Linked DNA regions of Mus musculus: regions 1 and 2 are each linked to region 3. The links are chromatin contacts, called in public promoter capture Hi-C maps. All regions are on one chromosome and are shown on one strand. The core of a region is the stretch at or near the end of the contact, and the rest is flanking DNA. Distances in the headings are between cores, read along the strand shown.

The links. Promoter capture Hi-C pulls out the DNA fragments that hold promoters and counts their contacts.
Region 1: a contact with region 3 is called in a promoter capture Hi-C map of pre-B cells, with 5 times the contacts expected there. The contact joins the promoter of Ddx46 here to the promoter of Lman2 in region 3. A contact is called at or near these places in 21 of 39 promoter capture datasets (the 3T3-L1 cell line, 3T3-L1-derived adipocytes, the C10 cell line and 13 more), 1 of 15 datasets of contacts at CTCF or cohesin (large pre-B cells), 4 of 484 Hi-C or Micro-C datasets (B cells, Sertoli cells, embryonic fibroblasts and 1 more), 15 of 115 datasets of contacts at active chromatin or transcription factors (the SCID.adh cell line, astrocytes, bone marrow-derived macrophages and 9 more) and 5 of 9 other capture datasets (adipose tissue, embryonic stem cells, liver and 2 more).
Region 2: a promoter capture Hi-C map of stem cell-derived epiblast-like cells shows a contact between it and region 3, with 2.9 times the contacts expected there. The contact joins the promoter of 4930526F13Rik here to the promoter of Lman2 in region 3. A contact is called at or near these places in 1 of 39 promoter capture datasets (stem cell-derived epiblast-like cells) and 1 of 115 datasets of contacts at active chromatin or transcription factors (embryonic stem cells).

The regions. Positions count from the first base shown.
Region 1 is chr13:55,632,560-55,636,401 of GRCm38.p6, forward strand. Ddx46 (DEAD box helicase 46) reads left to right here and starts at 2,440. Exons shown (of 23, transcript NM_001282055.1): 1 at 2,440-2,636. The coding sequence starts at 2,620.
Region 2 is chr13:54,928,123-54,931,599 of GRCm38.p6, forward strand. 4930526F13Rik (RIKEN cDNA 4930526F13 gene) reads right to left here and starts at 2,139. Exons shown (of 2, transcript NR_167670.1): 1 at 2,028-2,139; 2 at 1-254.
Region 3 is chr13:55,360,842-55,364,252 of GRCm38.p6, forward strand. Lman2 (lectin, mannose-binding 2) reads right to left here and starts at 1,942. Exons shown (of 8, transcript NM_025828.3): 1 at 1,547-1,942; 2 at 1,280-1,398. The coding sequence starts at 1,748.

The DNA of each region.
Region 1 (3,842 bases), core at 1,190-3,689, 270 kb after region 3:
TTGGAGACAGGATGCCTGCCTAGCACTAACGCTGACGTTTGAGGGGTGGGCAGTTACCCAAGTATTTATACGTTATTTTTTAAAGATTTATTTATTTATTATAGGTAAGTACACTATCTGTCTTCAGATACCCCAGAAGAGGGCATCAGATCTCATTACAGATGGTTGTGAGCCACCATGTGGTTGCTGGGATTTGAACTCAGAACCTTCGGAAGAGCAGTCAGTGCTCTTACCCACTAAGCCATCTCTCCAGCCCTATGCATTTTTTTAAAGGTTTATATTCTATGCATCTTGTATTCATCTCTTTTTTGTTTAGATTTAGTTTTATTTGATGTGTCTGCGTGTCCTGCCTGCATGTTTGCCTGTGTACCTTGTGCATGTCTGGTACTTGCAGAGGCCTGAAGAGGGAGTCAGATGAATCCCCTGGAGTTGTAAACAGTTGCGAGCGGCCCTGTGGGGACTGGGAACTGAATCAAAAGTCCTCTGCAAGAGCAGACAGCAATTGCTCTTAACTGTGTACCTGCCTCTCCAGCTCTACCAAAAATGTGCTTCTCTAGTCACAGTCATAGTTGGGAATTTTCTCTTGTACATTCTCACAAGTGTGTCTTTGTCTTTTGCCTTGACTTTCTGTGCTGCAACCAAACTCAGGCCTTGTGCACACCAGCTTGGTGGTCTGACATTGAGCTACATGTCTTTTAAGATTGTTCCTATTAGATTTATTCATTTTATCTTGTGTGTTTTGCCTGCCTGTATGTATTTATACCATATGTGTGCTTGGTGCTTAGGGAGGTAAGAAGAGAGCATTGGAGCCCCTGGAATTAGAGTTATGAATGGTTCTGAACCACCGTGTCTGTAATGGGAATCGAACCCAGATCTTCCGCAGGAGCAACAAGGGCTCTTTACCTCTGAGAAATCTTTTTAGCTATGCAGAGTATCTTTTAAAACCAAACTCGAACAGAAATGTTAAATTTGGCTGGGCAGTGGTGGCACACACTTTTAATCCCAGCACTTGGGAGGCAGAGGCAGGTGGATTTTTGAGTTCGAGGCCAACCTGGTCTACAGAGTGAGTTCCAGGATAGCCAGGGCTACAGAGAAACCCTGTCTTGAAAAAAAGAAAAAAAAAAAAAAAAAAAAAGAAACCAAAATTCTGGTCTACAGAGTGAGTTCCAGGACAGCCAGGGCTACACAGAGAAAGCCTGTCTCAATAAACAAAGAAAACAAACAAACAAACAAACAAAAATAGGCCAGGCAGTAGTGACGCATGACTTTAATCCCAGCACTTGGGAGGCAGAGGCAGATGGATTTCTGAGTTCGAGGCCAGCCTGGTCTACAGAGTGAGTTCCAGGACAGCCAGGGCTACACAGAGAAACCCTGTCTCAGAAAACCAACCAACCAACCAACCAACCAGCCAACCAAAAACCAATGACCGCACCTGCCAATGGTGTGATGCATGGCCCCAGGCATCCAGGTGTTCTTCTAGAATGCATTGTCTGTTCCTTTTCTGGTTTTGAGTTTGTTTTAAAATAGTTGCTCAGTGGTTCCCTTTATTAGGCCTAATTGGTTTTCATGAAAACATCCTTTTCCTAGGAAGGCATAGACGCCTCCATTTTTTGCAGTCATGAAGTTAGTCTTTTGCAGTCTTGGAGGACCTCTGTAGGTAGGGAATCTATTTGCTCTTGCTTTGCTTTGTTCTACCAAGGCCAGGTTGTCTTTAATCTGATTGGTCATTTGAGGTGTTTGTAGGCATAGGAAATCCTTTGGGAGGGCTTCTTTGTTCCAGTATAGGGGTAAGTTCGGTAAGTAAAACACTTAAAGGACAGGTCAAAATGTGAATATAAAGATAATAAGCAGAAATGGAGTGATCCAGACAAAGAGCCAGAGCAAGAGGGAGGCCCGTGCTTTTTGTCTGGTGCCTTTGGGCCCCATTTCCTGAGCGGTTGAACGGATCATGTATTCCCCCCTGCCCCGAAAGCTTCCCAGTGTTAAGAACTATTATAATCCTTAGTGCAGTTTATCTCTGTTCTGTAGATTCTAAGTCTTCACATCTCATATTGAAGAGTCTTTCCTCTTCAGTATGATGCTCCTTGTGTCGAAGACACATCACTACTATTAGTTGTCAGGATCTGGCATACACATAAGTGACTCAGTACGGAGCATATAAGGAGACAGGAGCATTAGTTAATGCAGATTAAGGCAAACAGACACACTCCCTGGGAGAGCCGCAGGCTGCATTAGGTTCCTCGGTGGTCTGCAGCGAAGACCCTTTGCAAGGCTGACCTGGCTGATGGCACACTCCATAGCGCCAAAAAGGGCTGCGGGTTGCGCTAGAAAAGTAAGTTGTTGCTGCCGGCGCAGCCCGCGCCGCGCGGCCTCCAGTCGGTTGGTGGCGCTCTGGAGAAGCAGCCGCTTCCTTCCGCCCGCTCCTTCCTTCCGCACCCCGGCACCAGCACATCCTGTTTTCGTTGGCCACGCTCTGATGGCGGTCACTGCTGGAGCTCTGTCCATTTCGTAGGACCGGTCCTCGCTCGGTACCGTGAGAGCTTGCTGCCTCCCTCCTTTGTCCTCTTCATAGGCCTGCGCATCGTCCCCGAGGGCGCAGGCCTTCTGCTGGCCGGCAGCATGGGCCGGGAGTCTCGGTGAGTCCGCGGGCGAGCGGCTTCTTGGGCTCGGAGGGGAGCGAGCGGGTGGAGGGAGCGGCGCTGCGGGTAGAGTGCGGGTGGCCGCGCGTGTGGCTGCTGAGGACCCGGTCACCCGGGCTGTGACGAGGCGCAGCTGGCATGCAGGGCAGCCGATTGCCGTGAGCTTGCGACCACCGGTCGAGCCCTGAGCGGGAACAGTCCCCCTGACCCCACCCCGCCCATCACGGAGCCTCCCGCCTCATCCCCCGGGTCAACCCAGAGCCGGTTCACTCCCGTTCCTCTTCGTCTTCACAACATTGTTTGCCTCCACTCTGGGTTACTTTCGTGCGCACGTGGGCCTCTCTGCCTAAGTCATTTAGAAGGAGCGTATGCAGGCCTTTTTTACGCACCTGCTATATGTGCAGGACCGGCTTTTATTGGGTTACAACAAAAACACCTGTTCCATGGCCATTTATTCCGCGGATACATTTTGTTACTATGTTGCCTGCTTCTTTGTGAAACCTTTCACGCGGGCACCTTACGGTGTCTTCAAAACTTTAGGTTTTAATAACGGATTAGGACCTTGAGGTAGATGATGATGATATTATTACTACTACTACTATTATTATAATCATCATCTTGAAAGATGAGATGACTGGTATGTATGTAGCCAGTCTGAAAGGTACTGTGGTTCACTGTGTAGGGAGAATGAAAACTTGGCGTACTGGGTTAAAACTTAGGTTCAGGGAAACAAGCCAAGTGTGAGTGGAGCAGCTTGAAATTTTTGCAAACCAAAAAAACCTGTAGCATCTTCCGTATAAAGGGTGTATTGCCAGTGACCATGGTTCTTTTTTTGGGGGGGTGGGGGGTCCGAGACAGGGTTTCTCTGTATAGCCCTGGCTGTTCTGGAACTTACTTTGTAGACTAGGCTGGCCTCGAATTCAGAAATCTGCCTGCCTCTGCCTCCTGAGTGCTGGGATTAAAGGCGTGCGCCACCACACCCGGCCTGAATTACCTTTCTTGATCTTGCTGTTATAATTATTATATTTGTATTGCTGGAATCAAAATAACAATAAGACCTTGCCATTTTTTGACTTAGTATCTGTTGGATCCTGTTACTTTCAAGAGGAAATTCAGACTCCCCAGACCTTTCGCAGAAGGTCCTTTTCACCCATTTACCTGCGTACAGTTGACTTCCTGTGGTGCCTGGCTTCCGCTCATCTG
Region 2 (3,477 bases), core at 889-3,388, 430 kb before region 3:
CTTTCTTGATCAGATTCTCTGAAGCAGGAAGGCCCATCCTCCTGTGGTGGTGGCACCCTCCGTGACAGCTCCGTTTTGTTGGCTTGCCCTTGATCTTGCTGACAAGTCCTCTACTCTGTCACTGCTGCATCCATGGGCTGAAATTAGAACTGTTTCTTTTGTGACTCCAAAAGACTGAAGAGCCGCAGCTGCCTCCAGGATCTCTCAGGCCTTCAGTGTGGTAGTGGGGCTGTCAAGACATCCTACCCTGTGGACTGAGAAACAAACTACTCAGATTCTTGTTCTCTTCACTGGGAGACAGCCACTGTTGAGTTAGCTGGAGCATGTTCTATAAGCCAGCCTAGTAAATCCCTTTTTATTTAATATATTGTATATATACCTATGTGTATGTGTGAATATGTATAAGCATGTATATGCATATAAGCATGTATATGTGTAGATATTTATATGTGCATATATGCATGCAAGTATATATTTATATATGTATATTCATATATGTATATATGTAAATATAAAGGTATATTGATGTATATATGTGTGTAGATGTATAATTGTATATATGTATATATGTAAATGTATATAGATGTGTATTCATATGTATATATATATGTAAATGTGTGTGAATGTATATATATGCAAGTGTATATAGATGTGTATTCATATATATGTATATATATGCAAATGTGTACAGATGTGTATTTGTATGCATACATGTAAGTGTGTATAGATGTATATATGTGCGTGTATGGATGTACATTTGTATATATGTATACCTTCTATCAGTTCTATTCCTCTAGAAAGCCCAGATTAATACAGTGCTTGAGAAACAACAGCCAATGTGTACCTTCGGCCTCCTCATGCACACTTATTACCCTAACACATATATGGATCCCAACATATACACACACATGTACACAGTAAATAAACAAACAAACACATAAATGAAAGAAAGAAAGAAAGAAAGAAAGAAAGAAAGAAAGAAAGAAAGAAAGAGAGAGAGAGAGAGAGAGAGGGAGGGAGGGAGGGAGGGAGGGAGGGAGGAAGGAAGGAAGAAGTAAAGAAACTCATGTTAGACTGACTCAGAGAAACAAGGAACTGGAGATAGAGAGATGGTGCAGGGGACTGGATCTCAGTTCCCAGCATTCACACTTGACAGCACACAGCCATCTGTAACTCCAGCTCCTGTGGGGATCTGATACCCCCTGTGGTCTCCTAGAATACCTCACACATGATGCGCACATACAGACAAGCAGACACACGTAGACACATAAATAAGTGTTCAGTTTAAAGAGTAAGACAACTTTGACAGTACTTCGACAGCCATCCCCCCCATGGTGGCCCCTGGCAATTCCCACAGACTCAACAACCCCAGAAGAAATGAGGGACTCAGTTTTCAGGATCATGGGCTCATAATGTCAGAGATGGCACACCATGGGTGACCAAGCCTCAGCTAGGTGACTATGTCCCCCAGGGAGATCTAGCAGAGAGAGCAGAAACCAATGTACACATTGTCCATGTTTGTTTATTTCAGTAATCCCAGGGCCTTCTAATGCAAGAATGTCTGTGTAAATGACAATCACCACTGTGGACATAAAACCAGGGCCTGGTGGTGCAGGGGGTCATTATATGGACCTTCAGAGGTCTGCTCAGTGTAACTGTCACCAGAGTGACAGACAACAGAAGCTTCACATTCAGCAAAATGACCCAGATCTTTGTTTTGTAACGGGACTAAAATACAGACTCCAGAGACTCAGACCCAGGCAGGCTCTAGGGGTCCTTGTAAGGAAGACCTGGAGAGAGGCAGTGACTTCAGGCTGGGTCCCTAACAGGAGGCGTTGCCACGTCAGTTACAAGTGACAGAAAATATGGCGTGTCAGGTGAGGTAAAGTCACAGAGCACTGAAATAGTGATCGTGGTTTCCTGACTTCAAGTTTGGCTAATCCAGGTGCTCATCGGTCGCCAGGAATGCGCCTGTATGCGCCTACCTCACACAGGCCTGTGTTCCTCTGCCTTGCCAGCATCCTCACCTGATGAGCATCACAGGCCTGGCACCTCTGACCAGCAGTTCCTGCGGGAAGAAGACACCTGCTTCCTGGGATCCCAGCATCCACTTGGACTGTTGAGTTCCCTATACACTCTGGTAACCAGGGTGACGGGAGCAACAGTAGCCAAGTCTGAAGTGTGCCCCTCCCCCGGGGACCAGTGTCTTCAGAAGCTCAAGAACTAGCAAAGGAAAGGGGTGGTCCACAGAGAGGGACGTGCTTGCAGGAAAAAACAACAGATGTCCCCACTTGGAGAGACATGTGAGGTGGGGGTGTGCAGCCCCAAGCTGGGCAGAGACAAAGGCTGGTTAGGGGAGTGGGATGGAAGAAAGGCTTGCCTTGGCATCAGGGATAGGATGGCAGAGACCTTCCCCTGAAGGGGTGCCTCTCACTGCCAGCTGTCAGGAGGTCATTCTCCTTTGTAGGGGCTACAGGCCATCCCCAAAACTGGCTAAAGCTGGAGTCACTAAGAGTGGCTGTTGCCAGAGAGCCTGTACTGGATCCAGCTTTGCCGGGGGAGTGGATCCACCAGGTAATGGGAGCAGACCCAATTGTGGTACTGACTGCATGGATTTTGTTGTTGTTGTTGTTGTTTTTATTTCTTTTTTTTGGTTTTTTGAGAGAGGGTTTCTCTGTGTAGCCCTGGCTGTCCTGGAACTCACTCTGTAGACCAGGCTGGCCTCAAACTCAGAAATCCACCTGCCTCTGCCTCCCAAGTGCTGGGATTAAAGGCGTGCACCACCACTGCCCAGCCTGACTACATGTTTTAACTGAGGCCAGCACCTGCCCTTGTGTTTTTCCTGGGCCTAACTTGGACTCAGTCTGAGAGAAATATGCATATCAGGGCCAAGACTTGACAGAAATGGCTCTGGCCTACAAGGAGGGAAGGAACTTTAAATCTGGTCTGGCCTTTGGCTGGGTGACCTTCACTTAATCACTAACCCTCTCTGAGCCTTCAGATTCCTTATCTATCAAGTGAGGAAGTTGGAACATGGTTCCCAAGTCCCCAATGGGCCTTAATAGCCATTGGATAGTCCTCTACATGAAGGAGACCCTGGCTATGGCACCAAACTTCCCTCCCATTCCTTGTTCCCTGAAGACTCCAGCTCTAGGCTGTGGGTCTCTTTCGGTGCCCTGGAAGGGCTAGGCCAAGGGCAGAGGTGTCTAAGGCATGGTAATTACTGTAAGAGTGGAGTTTAAGCTCTTGGCTTTATAGGGTAGAGGCCTCTGTCAGCAGAAAGCCAAGATCTCCCCGGGTGAGAGTTAATTTCCTCAGTGGCTCGTTTTCCTTCCTCGCCATCATTTTTCCTCAGCTGCTTTATGGCCTCGCAGCCATTTGGAGCAGCAGGCAGTGGCAGCAGCTTCGTGCACAGCAATGGGAAGCCCCCAAGTCCCCCATGTTGGGACTAAAGGGTGGTCGGGTTCTCCCATGGGC
Region 3 (3,411 bases), core at 692-3,191:
AGGAGCAGTCACGAAGAACCAGGAGGCACTGTCCCAGACAGAGTGAGCAAGACCAAAGCCCCTGAGGGAAGAAGGCAACCAGGCAGACAGGCTGGAACAAACTGACAGAATGACTGGAGATGTCAGTCATGGAGGGACACGCTGTGCTGAGAGAATGTAGTTTTCCATTCATGAGAGAGCTCAGGCTCTAAGGGACAGAGCCAAAGCTGAAGGAAGAGGGTAACCACAGACGCCCCTAGCAGCACTGTGGAGGCAGGAGGCAGGGAGAGAGGAGGTGCTGCGGGGACGAGCCAAGTGAGGCAACACAAGGACAGTGTAGTCTCCCAGAACTAATGGCAAAATCAACCAGAAGGGCCAAGAGAATACAGTGATGGAGAAAACTAGGCCACTGCTGACAGTAGAGGGAGAAGGGAGGGTTAGACCAAGCAGGCTAGAGAGAAGCAGGTTTCTTTTCAAGCCATGGCCTATCCCTAAATCACTTCTTTTCTCCCCTTGGACAACCTACACTCCTTGGTGTAGACATTGCACAACACTGTTACCACACCAAGGCAATAACATCTCTGGCTCCCTGCTCTCTAAAGGCAAAGGCCACAGCCAGTAAGTTCAGTGTAGATATAGCTAACAAGACTCTCAACCTAGCACAGAGAAAGGTAACTAGGACTGTTAAATATCTTGAAGGGGGGTTCTCCCATTGCTAACCAGGAGGCATCGGGTGTATCAAGGGAATTGATAAGAGTGGAGATCAGAAAGATCAGTTGAAATACTGTTTATTCTATTCGGTGGCTATATACTACCTCAGCATAAAGTCACGAAATCTATTCATTCCAAACACCTTGTTTGAGAACTAAATCTGGTAAGGTTTGGCAAGGTCAGTACCCTACACACAGTAAAATAGGCCGTAAGGATAAAGTTTCGCCCTTCCCTCGATTAAGTGGGTTCGATTTAGTCTGACAACTCCACTCATTTCTTGTTCTATGACTTCAGGGATGTTCAACTCTGCACCTTGGCTTCTTGCTTCGTAAGCCATCAAAAAAGCAGACATCATTACTTACCTTGTGTGATTTCTGAAGAAAGAGGTGAAAGTGTTTTAAGAGTCACGCACACTTTCTGACATACAGTAACTATACAAGTCGCTCTGAACGATCTGTGCGACCAGGACAGAAAAATCGGCAGGACAAGAAAAAAAAGGAGCACGTGTATCTACTAAGCTTGGTTGCTGACGAGGCAGGGACTACTGTGTCAGTGAACGGTCATGTTCAGCCTCTTGGGAGAGCCTCACCTGGTGGTTCCAGATCGAGCCCTCTTTGCTGCGCTCGTCCGGGGTCAGGCGCACGTACTGGCTCGTCAGCATCGTGCTGCCTTGGAAGTCCCAGAGCGGCATGGAACTGGAACCGACCCCTGTGGGCAGAGACGGACGTGGACAGGTGCTCAGAGGGCCGCGCCAGAAATCTACTGCGCTGCGCTGCTCTGCTCGACAGAACGGGCCATGCCCTCCTCCATCCCACTTCGGCCCGCGTCCTCACCCTCAGCTACAGGCCTCCCTCACCTTGGTAGGGCTTGATGAGCGAGTGCTCCCGCTTGAGGTGTTCGCTGTTGCCGTCGGTGATATCCGCAGCCACCGGCCCCAGCAACAGAAGCAAATGTAGAAATGTCGTGGGGCTCGGGCCGGGGCCAGGAAGCCCAGGCCTCCCTGGGCACCGCTGACCCCAGCCCCAGCCCCAGCGCCAAAGCCAGGCCTCGGCCGCCATTCTCCTTGTTCTCTCGGCCACTTCCGCCCTAAGACTTCCGCCTTCCGGGTGTCTTTTCTAATGGTCTCCGGCCGGAAGCCCTCCAAACTAGGATCACAGGAGAGTTAAGAAGGAAAGCCTCGCCGCCAGCGGGATGGCAGCCTTATTGGCTGGCCAGCCTCCTATCCCAGTAGAGCGCGGCTCCATAACTTTGGAGGTTCCTGGTCGCCTGACAGCCGGCCACGGCCGAGGGTTCTCATGAGCGACAAGGGGATCCAACCAATCATGGAGCAGCACGTTAGGCTTGCAGGCCAACGAAATGCAGAGGTCTCTCCTGGGACGGGGGAAAGCGAGCAGCGTCGTCGAAGCGGAGCATGCTGGAACTTGTAGTTTCGCGGTCTGCTTGTGCAAGCCGAGCACCCTGCTCAGTCCTAAGCTTCTGAAAAGATGGTGACTTTGAAGTGACCTTTCCAGTACAGTGGGAAAGCCTCACTGGAGTGACTCGGTGGGTGGGGCAAATCCTTTAGGCCACCTCAAGCTAGTACCACGCCTCTGGAGACTTAAAAGAGGCCAGTTATTTGAGGACCTCCTCTACCCCGCAATGACTCCAGCAGTCAGATAGAAGCAGGAGGAGCAGATCAGATTCTGACCTGGAACCTCAGGGAACGCCGGAAGACATCTGACTCCAAAAAGTATCAGTTCTTGTTGACACACCAAGTGTGTGTGGAAGGACCCAGGACAACTGGCTCCGGATAGTTGAACACTGTGGTCTCTAGCCCAGATACCATTCTATTGTACCTATTAATCTACTTAGGAAAAAGTTTAGTTGCCAGTACTATTTTTATTTTTTTTTAAAAAAAAAAAAGGAGCTTAAATTTACCTTAGAAATCCTGATTTCAGGGGCTGCAGAGATGGCCCAAGGATTAGGCGTACTTACTGCACCAGGCTGGCCTTGAACTCACAAAGATCTACTCGCCTCTCCTTTCTAAGCACTGGAATTAAAGACATGTGCTATTTATGCATGCCTTCCAATATACTTTAAATCATCTCTAGATTACATGTAACACTTAACAAATTGTATGTAATAGTGATGTTGATAGGAAACCCCAAAAAAGTTTGTGTTCAGTAAAAAGTGTGCTGGCTAGTTTTGTTTTGGTTTTGATTTTGGTTTTTTGAGACAGGGTTTCTCTGTATAGCCCTGTCTATCCTGGAACTCACTCGACAGACCAGGCTGGCCTCAAACTCAGAAATCTGCCTGCCTCTGCCTCCCAAGTGTTGGGATTAAAGGTGTGCACTATCACCGCCCAGCAGAAGTGTGCTGGCTAGTTTTATGTCAACGTTTCACAAGCTAGAAAGGAAGGAACATTTGAGTTGAGAAAATGCCTCCATAAGATCTGGCTATAGGGCTGGAGAGATGGCTCAATGGTTAAGCGCACTAACTGCTCTTCCAGAGATCCTGAGTTCAATTCCCAGCAACCACATGGTGGCTCACAACCATCTGTAATGAGATCTGATGCCCTCTTCTGGTGTGTCTAAAGACAGTGTTAGTGTCCTCATATAAATTAAATAAATAAATCTTTAAAAAAAGATCTGGCTATAGGACATTTCCTTAATTAGTGATTGATGCTGCAGTAAGGTCCACTCCATGGTGGGTTGTGCAATCTCTGGGCTGGTAGTCCTGGGT